Regions from separate parts of the Sus scrofa genome. Here region 2 is linked to region 1. The links are chromatin contacts, called in public HiChIP or PLAC-seq maps. All regions are on one chromosome and are shown on one strand. Each heading gives the region's core, a stretch centred on a gene start, on an enhancer-like site or on the middle of the called end of the contact. The rest is flanking DNA. Distances are from core to core; before and after follow the strand shown.

The links. HiChIP or PLAC-seq counts read pairs in DNA pulled down with a chosen protein or histone mark.
Region 2: a contact with region 1 is called in an H3K27ac HiChIP or PLAC-seq map of alveolar macrophages. The contact joins two enhancer-like sites. A contact is called at or near these places in 1 of 47 Hi-C or Micro-C datasets (embryonic fibroblasts) and 1 of 2 datasets of contacts at active chromatin or transcription factors (alveolar macrophages).

What each region holds. Positions count from the first base shown.
Region 1 is chr1:239,583,253-239,588,108 of Sscrofa11.1, forward strand. No RefSeq gene overlaps it. Among named protein-coding and RNA genes, the nearest start is that of XPA, 17 kb to the left of the region's middle. Within about 2 kb of position 1,614, at least 16 of the 83 cell types and tissues checked have an H3K27ac peak or open chromatin away from gene starts, as enhancers often do. A contact at or near this core is called in alveolar macrophages and embryonic fibroblasts, where this site is marked.
Region 2 is chr1:240,040,282-240,044,847 of Sscrofa11.1, forward strand. It overlaps TBC1D2 (TBC1 domain family member 2A), which reads right to left. Exons shown (of 16, transcript XM_021066519.1): 2 at 4,537-4,566. Among named protein-coding and RNA genes, the nearest start is that of TBC1D2, 7.4 kb to the right of the region's middle. Within about 2 kb of position 2,185, at least 27 of the 83 cell types and tissues checked have an H3K27ac peak or open chromatin away from gene starts, as enhancers often do. A contact at or near this core is called in alveolar macrophages and embryonic fibroblasts, where this site is marked.

The DNA.
Region 1 (4,856 bases), core at 364-2,863:
TATTTTCAGGCTTATCCATTTGTAGTAGGGATCAGTACTTCATTCCTTTTAATGGTAGAATAATATTCCATTGGATGGTATGGCATACCAGATTTTTTAATCCATTTATCAGTTGGTACCCATGTGGGTTATCTCCGCTTTTTAGCTATTATGGGTAATGTTGCTATGACCATTCGTGTCACAAGTTTTTGTGCAGATATATGTTTTCATTTACCTTGGATATACACCTAGGAGTGGAATTTCTGGGTTATATAGTAACCCTATGTTCAACATTTTGAGGAACCGTCAGAGTGTCTTCCAAAGGGCTACCTCATTTAAAAATCTCATTGGCCATGTATAAGATATTTATAGTTTTTAATAAATAAAAACTTTTCATTTTACCTCGAAAAAATAATGTTTTTCTTTACAGTTTCTGTCTTTGAGTCATTCTTAGAAAGGCTTTCACCATTCCAAATTTATAGAAATGTATATATTTATATTTAGTACTTCTGTTTTTCCATTTTGAAATTGGAAACTAAACACTTGGAATCTACATTATGCGATGCTAGGGCTTCCTATTCTTTCTGCCATTTTGATAGACTTCTTTTTTCCCTTTCTACAGTAGCACCCACAGCATATGGAAGTTCCCAGGCTAGGGGTCAAATCGAAGCTGCAGCTGCCAGCCTACAGCACGGCCACAGCAATGCCAGATCCAATCCAAGCTGCATTCTGTCTGCCTCATAATTGATGGCAACTTTTCCCAGATTCAGAAGTGTGATGAATTGTTATTGGAATCTTTTCTCATTTCTTCAGTTTTTATGATACTTCTAACCAAATGCCTTTTTTTCTTTCCAGCAAATTATTTTTAAAGGAAGTGCTCATCTGAGGTTCCCGCAGTGGTGCAATGGTATCCCTATCAGCAGGATCTCTAGAGCTCTGGAATTCAGGTTCCACCCCAACCCGGCACAGTAGGGCTCCTGCATTGCACCTGCAGTGTGGGTCTCCACTGAAGCTGAGATCTGATCCCTGGCCCAGGAACTCCACATGTCAAGGGGTAGCCAAAAAACAAAACCAAAAAAAGCACTCATTTAAATGCATTTTTCAGTGGTATAAACATTTTATCAGAATTGGAGCAAAAAGGCTATGGATGGTGCTCTAGACACACTTTATTTCATGTGTCCTGTCTTTTCCTGCTTTCATTGTCCTTAGAATGAATGGAAGCCCTGTGATTGTTAAGAAGACAAAGATTAGTCATTAGTCACTAGTCTTTCCAGCCTGTCCTCTGTTTTTTCCCACTCTACCCACCACCTCAGGAAGTGGACTATTTCTGCTTATAATGGTATAACAAAGCCCCACAATTCCAACTTTTCATAACATTTTTATTCTGTTTTATCCTTACTACAATCCTGAGAGGTTATGTGGGACCCAGGCTCATTAGCCCCAATTTACAGATGCAGAAACTAAGCCCCCAAGAGGGGAAAGGCTGAAGCCTTGTGACTGGAACCTGATAAAGCTACATCTGAACAGTCCAAGACTACAGACTCAAAGCCTCGAAAACCCCTGTTCAGCAGGGAAAGAGGGTCAAAGGTCCAGGGCGTGTACACATACAACCCTCAAAAGGAATGTGGGGTTTTGTGGTTTGGGTTTTTCTTCCCCTTTCTATGCACGCTTCGCATGCCAGCAAAGGGTGTGCGTCTATGTAGTGGGGGATGGGAAGGGTGAGTCTCAGAATTGCATGCCATTGCTAAGCCATTTTATAAAGGAGGTCAAAGCATGGGACGTGTGATGAAGCTCACAAGTCCCTTCTGGTCTTCTGGTGTCTCATCAGAGCCCAGTTTCTGCAAGGGAACGACAGAATGAGACTCGACCTGACAGTGGGAACTGGGCTTTGGTTCCATGTGACATGACTCATTAAATGGTTTGTTGTGATCTCTATCTGTGCTTTAAATGCATAAAATACCCCTTTTGTGACAACAGACAGAGATGAACTCTGCTTCGTGGGCTCACAAAATAAAAGTTGAAAAGATAAAGTTTCTGCATGCCTGTAACATTGCATATCCTGATGTGAAGTGTCCTTTGTGGAGGGAAAAAAGATTTTCTGGTCAAATGCTTTGAGCAAATGTCACATATTGCACACCCCTCTTGGAGATTTACAATGAAAATCAGTATATTTAAGGCTCCAAGAAGTTGCGCAACGGTGAAGCCTATTGAGTCCTGTACCCTGGGGTTTACTTAGCGTCTCTAACTGCTAAACCCTTTCCTCAGGTGACATCCAAGATTTCTTGCCCAATAACAGTTCCAAGGAACCTAACTTTGCATAACACTTGCTGCTATGGAACATACATTTCTATTACATGTGCTTAAACATAAATTCCTCCATCAACTCCAATTTATGACTCTGAACAAGCTCATTGATTTTGGAACCTAAATATAGGTGAAATTCTATTAAAACAAACCCCAAAAGGCTGCCTCAGTTCTTTCACATTTGTGCTATGCTCTTAAATGTATCAAATGTTCCCTGTTATAGGTCTACAATTTTCAGAAACAAGGTATTTTTGATCATGCAGCTATTTTTATTGTGCAAGAAATTTATTTTAATATACTTTCACCTGTATTGTACTTACTCAGTGACTCAGACTAGGTATCTCAATCTAATATTCATAAAATATCTTACTTTCAAAATTTTCAGGATTCTATCATTAGTTTTTATTGAAGTTGTGTAGGTAATTTTCATGAAAATATATAAGTGGATTTTCCCTTTGGGGTAGTAAAACATATCTGAATGAAATATTTTTTTTATTTTAAGAATAACTGATGAGGAGTTCCCGTCGTGGCACAGTGGTTAATGAATCCAACTAGGAACCACGAGGTTGCGGGTTTGATCCCTGGCCTTGCTCAGTGGGTTAAGGATCTGGCGTTGCTGTGGCTGTGTGTAGGCCAGCAGCTACAGCTCCAATTAGACCCCTAGCCTGGGAACTTCCACATGCCACGGGTGCAGCCCTAAAAAGGCCAATAAATAAATAAATTAAATAAATAACCAATGAGCATTTTAAAATTTTTAGAAAATAGAGAAAGGCAGAAAAAAGCCCATTTTCTATTCTCTCAGCTACAACTATGATTAACATTTTCATCTGTGCATATATAGTTTTTATATAGTTGAGATACTACATGGCAATATTATCTCTTATTTACTGATTTAACATTATAGCAAGAGCATTAGCATTTATCTTTATATTTGACAAATGTATAATCAAAGAAAACAATTTAAGGTGAGATTCTGCCTTCCAAGAGACATTGATGTTTCAATTATTTGGGGCCCAGGAGTAATTAAGAGGTTCCTTATAGAATACAGAGACGTGCAGGGCTGATTAGACAATGATGCTGAATGGCAGTGAGGTAGCATCTTCCTCCCCATAGCTAAGTCCACTTGGGTCCCCCGGGAAGTTCCTCCAACCTCAGGTCCTAAGACCATCCCTTCCCTCATTCAGACTTAAGTAAAAGAACCAAGGTTAGGAGGGACAGGTGAATTCTCCCGCTATGTTATGGAGAAAATCAAGATAAATGACCTTCCCTCAACACCGAGTTTTGCTTTCCCCTTTCTCCCAGGTTGGTGGCAATATGAACAACATCAGCTAGAAGGTATGCTGTTACTTTACAGCTTAAACTCTTGGTAAATTAAATATTCTTTTTTTTCTTTTGTCTTTTTGTTGTTGTTGTTGTTGTTATTGTTGCTATTTCTTGGGCCGCTCCCGCGGCATATGGAGGTTCCCAGGCTAGGGGTTGAATCGGAGCTGTAGCCACTGGCCTACGCCAGAGCCACAGCAACGCGGGATCCGAGCCGCGTCTGCAACCTACACCACAGCTCACGGCAACGCCGGATCGTTAACCCACTGAGCAAGGCCAGGGATCGAACCCGCAACCTCATGGTTCCTAGTCGGATTCGTTAACCACTGCGCCACAACGGGAACTCCGGTAAATTAAATATTCTAATGTATTTCTGGTGAGAGCCTTTTATAGATGAAGTAGTTGAAACTCAGGGGGCTCAGGTGATTTGGCCAAGACCGCTTTCAGCTGGTAAGTGATAGCTCCAGAATCCCAGGCCTGGTCTCTGGGGTCCCCATCTCTGGCCCTCCCCCCTTTCTGTGCAGACCAGAACCCCATATAAGACATCAAACCAAAGTACAGCTGTCCTTGGCTGCATGGAACTGGAAGATATTTCAATCCAACAGAACAGATGGGCTTATGACAAAATCCTTGTAATTCCTCAGTCAGCTTATCTGAGCCCCAGTTCTGGCCCTCTGTTGCTGGGTGTTCATCTGTGTCTGACAGGAGCTACACGTTCAGAATAAAAAGGACACAGGGCCAGGAGGTATCTCTGGTTTTCATAATGGCTACAGGTGTTCTGCTCTGCCTCGCTGCTTCAATCTTTTTACGCTTTGCCAGACGACAAAGATGAGGGCAAAGACCGACCTGCTTTTCTGAGGTTTTACACAGCGAGGAGGATTTGCTATGGGGGAAGCTTTCGTTTGCCTGCCTGCGTTTCCCCTGGGAAAGGAGGCCTCTCAAAACAGCTCCAAAACTTTGAATGGGGTGGGGGTGGGGCAGTTCAGGCTCCAATCTGAGCAAAGAAAGGATAGAAAAAAATGAGAGCAAAGTTCAAAGAGCTTTGAAGCAGGCCATGTGCAAGACTAGGGCTGGAATTTGCTGGTGATGATCAGAGAATAGTGAGAAGTGAAACAAATTGTTTACATTTTACATTTGTTTCTTTAAAACAGATAAACTTCACCATGAAATGTATGGTGCTATTTGACATCATTACAAATAAATATAGTTTCCCAAATATGGGTCCGAAATAGAACCTTTTCTTTTTCTTTTTT
Region 2 (4,566 bases), core at 935-3,434, 460 kb after region 1:
CCTGGACACCCCCTCAAAAATTTACAGAACTGCAGACAAAGCTTTATGAGCCAAGAGGTTCACCCTGGCAGTGTTTAGCCTCAAGATCTGGGGAAAGGCTAAATAAATCATGATGCCTTCAGGCAATGGAATATTACTCAACCATTTAAAACAATGCTAATGAAGAATTCTTAAGAATATGAGAATGTCTGTGAGATATAATATTAAGTGGAAAAAGGGAGCTAAAAATTGGGATTATAGTATACCCTCAATTGTATAGGAACAGTCTCAAAGAAATACATTCTGTAATCTTAACAGTGGTCAGAATTGAATGATGGGATTAGAAGTGGGCAGGTTATGCTCATTGTAATTTTTCCCTCAAATTTTCTACAGTAAACATGGATTATATTTATAAACAGAAAAAAATATACATTCATCAAAAGTAGATGTTTATAAAGAGATTTTATAACCCAGGGAAATTTTAGGGTCACAATACTGAGTGCCAAAAAGCAAAGTAGGGTGTTTTGTATTGTTATATGATCTGAAATAAGTTTATTTATTTATTTATTTTGTCTTTTTAGGGCCGCACCTGAGGCATATGGAGATCCCCAGGCTACGGGTAGAATCGGAGTTGTAGCCGCGGCCCACACCAGAGCCATAGTAACTCAGGATCTGAGCCACGTCTGCAACCTACACCACAACTCACGGCAATGCTGGATCCTTAACCCACTGAACAAGGCCAGGGATCAAACCTGCAACCTCGTGGTTCCTAGTCGGATTCCTTTCTGCTGTGCCACAATGGGAACTCCTGAAATATGTTTAAATAAAAAGCAGATGGGGCTCATGACATAATGTTAACACTGGCTGTCTCTGGGTGATAGGATTATGGCTATTTTTCTTCCAGCTTTCTATGTTTCTCAAATGTTCTGCTTCCTTCAAAACGTTTAATGTTAAGGAGGGTTCCAAGGAAACATTATTTGGGGTATAAAAGAGAGGGAGGCACAATATTTAGGTCAATTTTGAGTGTTACAAAAAAGTGGGAGAGAACTAAGGCCACTTATGGGATGGTATGATCTTGATCAGGCAGCCCCTGAGGACAACAGGGCAGCAGACACCTTTCACCTGGAGCCTGCTTACTGAGAGGGTGAAAAATGTAGGGGTAGAGGAAATTTACTTTTGCACTACATCTGCAAAAAGGGTGTGGGTGCAAAAACATAAAACACAGGCACACCTCAGAGATAATGGGTTCGGTTCTAGATAGATGCTACTGTAGTAAACAGAACTGATGAACCAGGCTCTGCTCTGGGGCCTCTGGGTTCCTCTCCAGCCTAGAGAAATGCTCTCAGAGAAGTGATCACACTAATAATTTTCAGCATTTACTTGTGATTCTCCTTTTGCCTGAGCTGTAGGAGCTGCCCCATCACCAAGAGGGAAAAATCGTCGCTCAATGAAAAGTGCCTCGGCCAGAGAGTTGCTGCTTCCCCAAAGGGCCCTGGATACATGATCAGCTGACCCAAAGCCTGAGTGGAGCTGGGGGTAGAGTAAGTCTACAGACTAAGGTTCAAACTTCAGGCTGATGTTTTCTTGCTGTGTGACCTTGGACAGGTCTCTTGACCTCTTCGAACCTCAGTTTCTGCAAAATGAGAATGACACTAACTACCTAAGATTGCTGTGAGGATTAGGTAATTGATGCACGTAAAGTATGAGAACAGAGTAAGTGGTATGCGTGTTTTTATGATGATGTACATTTATAAAACTCCTTTGCAAACTGTGGCCTAGTTTGGTAACATGTTATTGTTATTATAAATCTGCTGGCTTCCCCTTGATTTTACTTAGCTCTTATGGAGACCAGTGTTTAGGTAAAGTATAAAATAAAGGTATAAATGGGAGTTTCCCATTGTGGTGCAGCAGAGACAAATCCGACTAGGAACCATGAGGTTGTGGTTCGGTCCCTGGCCTTGCTCAGTGGGTTAAGGATCCAGCGTTGCCGTGAGCTGTGGTGTAGGTTGCAGACGCGGCTCGGATCCTGCGTTGCTGTGGCTGTGGCGTAGGCCGGCAGCTATAGCTCCAATTCAGCCCTTAGCCTGGGAACCTCCATATGCCACAAGTGTGGCCCTAAAATAGCAAAAAAAAAAAAGGCATAAATGCTTAAATGCTGTAGAGAATATGCAGCCTTGCAGATTGCTCAATGACATGATGAGACACTTTTTTATAAGATGATGTGTCCGTGACTCAAAGTCAGATGTGACTCTGTTGGTTTTCACTGCCCAGGGAGCAGGCCCCTGCTTCCTCCAGGAAGGGTGGAGACTGGAGAGGTGGGGCAGCTTGCTCCAGACAGCTAATCCACGGTCTGCCAGCTTGCTCAAGACTCCAGAAATATCTTTCTGGGGGAAATTTCGCAGGGCCCTGGGGCCAGGGGGGTGATGGCTTGCTGTGAGATGAGAGAGGCTTTAGAGGAGAAGGCCAGTGTCCCCCACTGTCACCTCCTCAGGAGCCTGGTCATTGTGGCAACCCCTCCTCTCCCTCCCAGGCCAACAGTAGGGGTTGGCCCAGAAGAGGCCCACCAAGTGTGCTGAACCAAAGCCATTCTTCTGATAACCTGGTTCTTCTCATTTTAGTCCCAGACACTTGGGAATCCTGTCATTGGGAGGGTTTTCCTGTTGCTTCTAGTCTGAGGCCGATCCGGCAACTGTGTCAGCTCACGCTGCAGTTTCCCCCTCTCCACAGATGGGAGTGGAGGGTGAGTCGGAGTGCAGAAGCGAAAGCCAAAGCAAACAAACCCTCCCCTAAAGAAAGTACTTACAAGCATAAAACACCTAGAAGGTTCTCTGAGAAAATTACGCGTGATTGTTATAAACCATTAAAAGGAGCAGCTATAATGACAGTGACAGTGTGCACATACACATATAATAATCACCAGATCACACTTATATTGAGCACTCACTGTGTGCCTAGGTAATTATGCTAAGACCTTTATACTCCTTTCTTTACTTAATGATAAAATCAATATATTCACTCAACCAATATCCAATGCACCCAGTAGGGCACTAGTTACTGGGGACACAGGTGACACGGACCCTCTCCTTGAGGGCCAGGGGAGGGGCAGAGACTGACAAAGATGCTGTAATTAAGACACAATATAGCCATCTGCAAAGAGTGTTGAGGGCTCATACAGAGTCTAGCTGGCAAAGTCCTGGAAGCCTGCCAAGAGGAGGTGACAGTGGAGTTTGGCCAGAAAGTCAATAGGAATTTGCCAGGCAGAGAAGAGTGAGTCGTGCTGCTTAAGTGTACAGCAGAGGTGGGGTGCTGGGGAAACGGGCAGAGGTGAGAAGAGGAAGGATGAGGCCTGATTGGGTTCTAAAACGCTGGGCCTGGGCCTGGGACGTGGAGAGCAGTTGTGGGAGGCACGTGGGGCTCAGGCTTTCATTTGAGAAAGCTCACTCTGACTGCAGTGAAGAGGTTGGGTCTGAGGTGGCAGGCTGGGACAGGGGGACACCAGAGAAGAGGCTGCTGTGGTTTTCCAGTTAAGAGTTGGAGTCTGATCCAAAGCAACAACAGTGAGAGTCTGGGTCTGACGTATAGGCCAGAGGGCAGACAAGGCAAGCCACAGTAACTGACTGGACTATCTGAGGTCCAGGAAGGGGCAACTGGGTAAATGAAGGCCATTTGCTCAGGGAAGGAGAACTGGGGAGAAGGGGAAGGGCAGATGAGCTCAGTCTGTAAAGCATCTGGGTACCAAGGTCCAGGAGATGCCCAGCCATAGTTCCTGACCTCACCCCCTGGCTTCCCTGTCAATTGATGGTGAGGCCGGTGAGCCTCACTGCAGCCCTGTGCTGGGCACTCACTCTCCATGAGCTTGCAAGGGCAGCTCTGTGGGTGATCTGTCTCAATTCTAAAGCCTGCCAGTCATAATCCTGGTTGCAGCATGGGGGTGGGGGTAGGAGCTCCCAGACTCCTCCATGCTGGGATGTTTTAGGGTTTGGGATCATGTGGGCCACATGGGGGTGAAGATTCTGCCTTATGAGAACAGAGAATAAAATCACAGATCTACATAACTCATAGCACAAAAACATTTACATAAGAAGCAACAATAATAACTGCATTTTCTTATTAACCTTCCTCGCAAGAACTCTGAGAAAGTTTCATTTCTTGAGATCATCCCATAGTTTCATTGTCACAATAGTAGCTGACAACTCCTGAGCTCTGACAATGTGCAAGCATCATTCCACCACCTAAGGTAATGGTTTCATTTAATCCTCATAACCCTAAGAAGTAGGTATACTTTATTAACCTCATTTTACAGGGAAGGAAATGGAAGCTCAAAAAGGTTAGGCTACTTGCCTAAGACCTCAGAGGATTAGGATTTAGACTGAGGCAGCCTGGCCTCAGAGCCCATGTTTTTGCCCTTGATGCTATACTGTTGCCCTGAGTCTGAGTTACATCCCTGGCTCTCTGCTTCTTTAGCAGAGGGCTCCTCCCACTCACTCCCAACAGGAGGGTAAAGGCTTGATCACCAAGAGCCCTGGGTGTGCGGCAGGAGGAGAGCCCATTAGGTACCTAGCTCAAGGCGCAGGGCAGGCCCGTTCC